Regions from separate parts of the Hordeum vulgare genome. Here region 1 is linked to region 2. Evidence: chromatin contacts called from public Hi-C data. All regions are on one chromosome and are shown on one strand. Each heading gives the region's core, a stretch centred on a gene start, on an enhancer-like site or on the middle of the called end of the contact. The rest is flanking DNA. Distances are from core to core; before and after follow the strand shown.

The links. Hi-C and Micro-C count contacts between places; a contact is called where the count stands out from the background.
Region 1: a contact with region 2 is called in a Hi-C map of leaf, with 6 times the contacts expected there. The contact joins the promoter of LOC123406039 here to the enhancer-like site in region 2. A contact is called at or near these places in 2 of 6 Hi-C or Micro-C datasets (both in leaf).

The regions. Positions count from the first base shown.
Region 1 is chr6H:378,807,078-378,810,011 of MorexV3_pseudomolecules_assembly, reverse strand. LOC123406039 (protein CNGC15b-like) reads right to left here and starts at 1,461. Exons shown (of 5, transcript XM_045099540.1): 1 at 1,292-1,461; 2 at 528-1,095; 3 at 1-417. The coding sequence starts at 1,320.
Region 2 is chr6H:378,610,692-378,613,670 of MorexV3_pseudomolecules_assembly, reverse strand. No RefSeq gene overlaps it. Among protein-coding and RNA genes, the nearest start is that of LOC123406039, 200 kb to the left of the region's middle. Within about 2 kb of position 1,705, at least 3 of the 3 cell types and tissues checked have open chromatin away from gene starts, as enhancers often do. A contact at or near this core is called in leaf, where this site is marked.

The sequences.
Region 1 (2,934 bases), core at 212-2,711, 200 kb before region 2:
GTAAATCCCAAACTGGTAGAAACTATTGTCCGGAGTGCACAATCTTGTTATGTTGCTCAGCTCGTACCAGATGGTCCTGTTGCTGCTGACGGTGTTGCAATCGAAGAACTCGGTCCGACACATGGGACCCTCCAGATTGCAAGCCTCTCTCCAGCACGCTTCCTGCCTCTGCACCGAGAAGAGGTACCACAATGCTCCCAGCACGTGGCTTGCCAGCATGTAGAGTATGAGGTTATACGCCGCGCTGGCCCATGCGTTCTCCGTCATGGCTCCCGTCGCCATAACGATCTGCCTCGTGAGCGGGAAGATCTGGAAAAGCCGCGGGAGGTACTGGAAGATGATGCTGAACCGAAGGATGTCCTTCCGGTTTGCCGTGGCGGATTCCTTCAGCATAGGCACCACGATCCAGATCACGAACTGTGGATACCGGGGAGAAGCACACACACTTCAGAAGATTTCTACAGAGCATTTCAGTTCTAGCGATTCACGGCAAAGAGCACTGAATATAACTATATAACATCCGTTACCTGTGGCAGAGGCAGCGCGGTGATGAGATCAAACCAGAAGGTCCGTGACAGGTACCTCATGGCAATCTTGTAGGGCTGGATCACAAGCTCTCCTCTCCCAAACACCCGGGAAGACGGCGCGATGAACGCCGTCCGGAAGCGGAGGCAGATGTGGGCCGCGTAGAATACGTCCAGCAGCGACCGTATCACGGAGAGCATGAGCGCCAGCGAGTGCTTGAACTCGATGCACATGTTCTGCTGGGTTCCGGTGAGGTAGAGGAACAGCGGGTCCACGAAGAGCGAGAGCAGGCACGCCGTGAGGAAGATCTTGTTCCACAGATGGATCACCCGGCCGCGGGGGTCGAAGAAGAGGTGGCTACCTGAGTGCATCAGCGACTCCAGCTCCTCCGAGAAGGCGCGCGACAGCACCCTGTCCCTCAACCTTCTGCATGGCCTCTCCGGGCAAACCCGGGTGCCCAGCTTGCATTTCCTTGGATCATGAGGCAGTTTACTGTGGTTCTTGCTTGTTGTTGGCGGGCTTTCCAAGGAGATTGCTTTCAACTGCTGGACCTCGAGGTCGTTCTGAAACCTGGAATGGTAGCGCAGCAGAGAAGATATGTAAGAAAATCTGGAAACAATCCGTTAATCAATTTTCTTGAACATAGTACAGTTCACTGCAAAGGTGATATTAGTGACACCTAACACGTAAATCCTTGAGAACCGAAATGTCAAACCAACAATTTTACCCTGATAAGCAAGGTGATATTGGTCGAGCGGAGGCTCACCTGACGTTTCGTGAACCACAGCATGCCATGCCCGCTCTTTAACAGCTTCTGGTCAAAATTATCACGTATACATGCATGGGTAGATAACTTATAAGAAAGAGTATTGGCATCTTGTGGAAACAGGCACACCAGGACACACCATACTGTCTTCTTCAGCCAAAGGGAAAGTGACGGCAACACTCTGCTCAGCCACGAGAATCAATCGAAAGGCCATCTGCAACTAATAATTTTACAGGGTTCTCGTGATTCTGTACTTAAAGCCAGATCGACCAAAGGAAAATTTTGTTGACATTTTCCATTTGGACAGGCAAACACCGACGACATGTGATCAGGTTATCAACATGCATGTGACCCTCCTTTAATGTTTCCTTTCTCCCTGATGTTCAAGCTCAAAACCTAGAATGCATGAATCCTTGGCCATTCATTCAGCTTTAATGATTGTGTCCGAAAGGAAAAAAATTCGTGAAGTTTGAGTTGTCGCACATGGACCATTCGTACAATTTCATACGACGTATAGAGTTTTATTGATTCTCATGAGGGTAGATATAAAGGTGGACGGTTTACCTCTACTTGGACAGAATATAGTATGATCATTTCTTTCGAGATAATTAAGGTCATAAGTTATCTCGAAACAAATAATTAGCGAATGTTTTCCCATATTTTGCTTTTGCGCGGCGTGTTGTGAATCATGTGACACACTGGTTATGGTTACTTCACACTAGCACATTTAACTGATTAAAAAAAATGGTTTAAATGGTTTGGTTTTTACTAGGCTTTGACTAGTTTAGATTGGGCTCAGGCTTTTTATGTTTGGTTGGTTTGGGTTTACACAGAAAGTAGTTTGGATATGGATGATTATGTGCCTAAACCGTTTGGTCTATTTTAGGCTAGAAACTGTGGGTGCAACCCGGTTATTGCCCTAGTTCCTCGCCTCCAACTGCGAGCAAGCGATCGAGACCAAAGATAACGGCATCTCCCTCCCCACCGGCCGCCGCACACCCGCACAACCTCCTCCTTGCCGGCCGACGCACATCACGTCTCCTCCCATCCACTCCCCGATCCAAAGTCTCGCCGCGCCGCTTGCCGTTGCCCCAACGCGGAGATGTCGTTGCAGGAGCCGGAGCAGTGCCGTCGAATGCCGGCGCTGGGGGCGAGCTGAAGCAGGCGGCCGTGAAGTTCCCGAGGAAGTAGCCGACTGGAGGAGTTGGATCTGCAACGAGGATCCCCACCCCGACCCCAGTCAATCCCCTCCGCAGGTACAGACCCATCGATCCATTTCTGCCCTCGCCTCTGTTTCTTTCGCATCCAGTCAGTCTATCAGATCTCCAATTTGTGCATATGCTTCCTGTGAATAAATCTGAGAATGGTTTTAGAAAAAAATTGGTTTAAATGGTTTGGTTTTTCCCATGCAGTGTGCTCTAACAATTTGAGGCATACCTACCTCAAAGGGTTCTGAGACCATCGATTCCATGGATGAGGATAAGAGTCAAGTACCACATGCTAGGAGGTACAAGGTATGGGAGCACTATGAACAAGAACTGGTTGTCATAGAAGGAGACCTGAAGGCCGTGTGCAAATACCTTCGAGCGCAACTTCACACCAAGTTTGGGACTAGCAGTTTGAGAACCCATATTACAGAGGCT
Region 2 (2,979 bases), core at 456-2,955:
ATATACGATACCAAAGGCCTAGGATAGCAAGAGTCCTAGTTGACTACATTGATGAATAGAAAGCCTTATCTTGTATGTTAAGTCTTATAAAATTATCTACTTTAAGTGACCCATGACAAAACAAACGACGGAGGTCCTCGGCCTGACCTGGAGTCGAAATGATAGGTTGATCCAAGACACCATCATTAGTTAACTAAATACTAAAAAAGATTCGGACATGAGAGGTTGCGTATGTGTGTTTATTAGACTCATGCTTCGTTTCATGTGCATGGGTTGGCGGAAAACCCTATTCGCCGCTCTGTGCAAAGCCGTGTCGTGGCTTCGCACAAAGCAGGAGAGGGATCACTTTCAAATGGACTAGCCTCTTAGCGGGGGTTGGAGTGCCCGGTTTTGGGAACCTTCTAGAGTTCCGAGTCGGGTTTTTCTGGTCTTGGGAAACTTCTAGAAAAATACCGTGAACCGGTTTTTCCTTTTTCATTTTTCTTTATTCTTTTCTGTTTCTGTCTCAAAAAATGTTCTCTATTTTCAAAAACTGTTTTTGAATATTCAAGAAATGTTCATGAATTTCAAAAAATGTTCTATATTCTCCAATAATTGTTTTTGGTTTCAAAATTTCTTCTTAAGATTCAAATTTGTTTTAAGTTTCAAAAAAAAAATCTTAAGATTCAAAAATTGTTTGTGCTTTAGAAAAATTCGTGCTTTCAAATTTGTTCAGAATTTTTCAAAATTGATCTTGGTTTCAAAATTTGTTCTCAAAATTCAAAATACATTCAAGTTTTAAAAATTTGTTCGCGCTTCCTAATTTGTTTGGGGTTTTCCAATTTTTTCTCATTTTCAAAATTAATTCTCAAGATTCAAAAAATGTTTGTGCTTTAAACAATTTGTTCACGTTTTTTAAAAATTGTCCTTGGTTTCAAAGTTTGTTCTCAAAATTAAAAACTGTTTGTGCTTCCAAATTTGTTCAATTTTTTAAAATTGTTCTCGGTTCAAAATTTGTTCTCAAAATTCAAAAACAAATGGTGCTTCAAAATTTTGTTCGGGATTTTTCAAAATTGTTTTCTTTTCCAAAAAAAAATCGCAGGATTCAATAAATGTTTTTTCTTTAAAAAATTGTTGATGCTTCTAAATTTGTTCCAATTTTTAAAAATTGTTCTCGGTTTCAAAATTCATTCTCATAATTCAAAAAAATTACATGCCTTAAAAATTTGTATGCGCTTTCAAATTTGTCCGTGGTATTTAAAAATTGTTCTATTTTTCAAAAAAAATGCCAGATTCAAAAAATGTTCGCGCTTCCAAATTTGTTCGCGTGTTTAAAATTGTTCTCGGTTTCAAAATTTGGTCTCAAAACTAAAAGAAAATTCGTGCTTGAAAAATTTGTTCGTGCTTTCATAAAATTTCAGGATTTTTCAAAATTGTTCTCCCTTTCAAAATTTTGTTCTAAAGATTAAAAAATGTTCATGCTTTATAAAATTGTATGCACTTCCAATTTGTTCACATTTTTCTGAATTGTTCTTCAAATTAGAAAGTTGTTTTTGCTTGAAATATAAAAAGAAAAGCAAAAAGGAAAAAACGATCCAAAAAATTAAAAAAAAACAGAGCAGCAAATAGGTAACAGAAAAATCAAACTGGGCCGGCCCAGTCGGGGCTCCCCTTGTGCGGCGCAGGGGCTTCCTGCCGCACTGAGCGGCAGGTAGGAGCTCCCTTGGTTGGCACCCAGCATCAATACTTGATCCAGCATGCTAGCACGTATGCTATGAGTAGCCTGCTGCGACAAAAAGAAAATCGGCTCGGCCGCAGGGAGCTAGAACTAGGCGAGCACAATAACTAGCAGTCGTGGTGTGCTCATATCATGATAATCAAGCAAGTTTTTCATTCTCATTTTTACATTTATACTTTTGATTATAGTTTTGAATTATTTTTTATTTTTTAATCTTGCATTTGAAAACTGTTCAAACATGTACTGAAAAATGTTTTTTGTTGTATACTAAAAATGTATAAATGTGATTATAAAAGTAGAAAATGTTGATCATGTATATGAAAAATGTTAATTGTATGTATGACTTTTTTGTGACAAGTATAAAATGTAGCACATTTCAGAAGAAATAGATGTGACATTTAAAGAATGATTGTACAAATATAAATGTAAATCAATAAAAATGTTTGTACGCTGAAAACAATGGACGTTAGATTTCAAAAGATCTTCACAAGTTTCAAAAATGTGTGTGTGACATTTTGAAAAAACTACAATCGACGAAATTTTTGTGTAGTTCATAAAAATGTTAAAAATATTTGGACATAAGTTCAGAAAATATAATTTAAATGTATTTGAAAATATATTGTAAACTTATTTCTTTATAAAAATATGTAATATGTATTTATAAAAATATTAAACTTGTATAAAGAATATATTATAAATGTATATAAAAATTTCATGTGTATGAAACAAAAGTAGACATGTATTAAAAGACAAACACAATGAAAACCAACAAAATAAACAAACATAAAAGCGAGAAAATTGGAAAATACCTAGAAAGAAATAAAGAAAACCAAAGTTTAAAAAGTAAAAATAGGAAATACTGAAAAAACTAATAAAACAGACACATAAAAGAAGAAAACGCAAAAACAAATGTGCAAAAACGAACAAACGAAAAGGAAAATAGGACCGAACACATTGACTGAACGAGAAAAACTGATTTTTTTCGTAAATTCGAAAGAACTTTTGTGGATTTGAAAAATATGTCCATGAATTTGAAAACTGTTTTGGATTTAAAAAATCTTCATGCATCCAAAAATTCTTTGTAAAATGTTCGTTAATTCAAAAGTGTTTGTGGTTATTTGAAAATGTTCAGGAATTCAATCATTGTTCGAAAATATTAAAAGACATGAATTCAAGAAGTCATCATGTATTCAACAATCTTCATGACTTAAAAAAAAGTCTGCGAATACAAAAAATGTACATAAATACAAAAACTTTAGCGA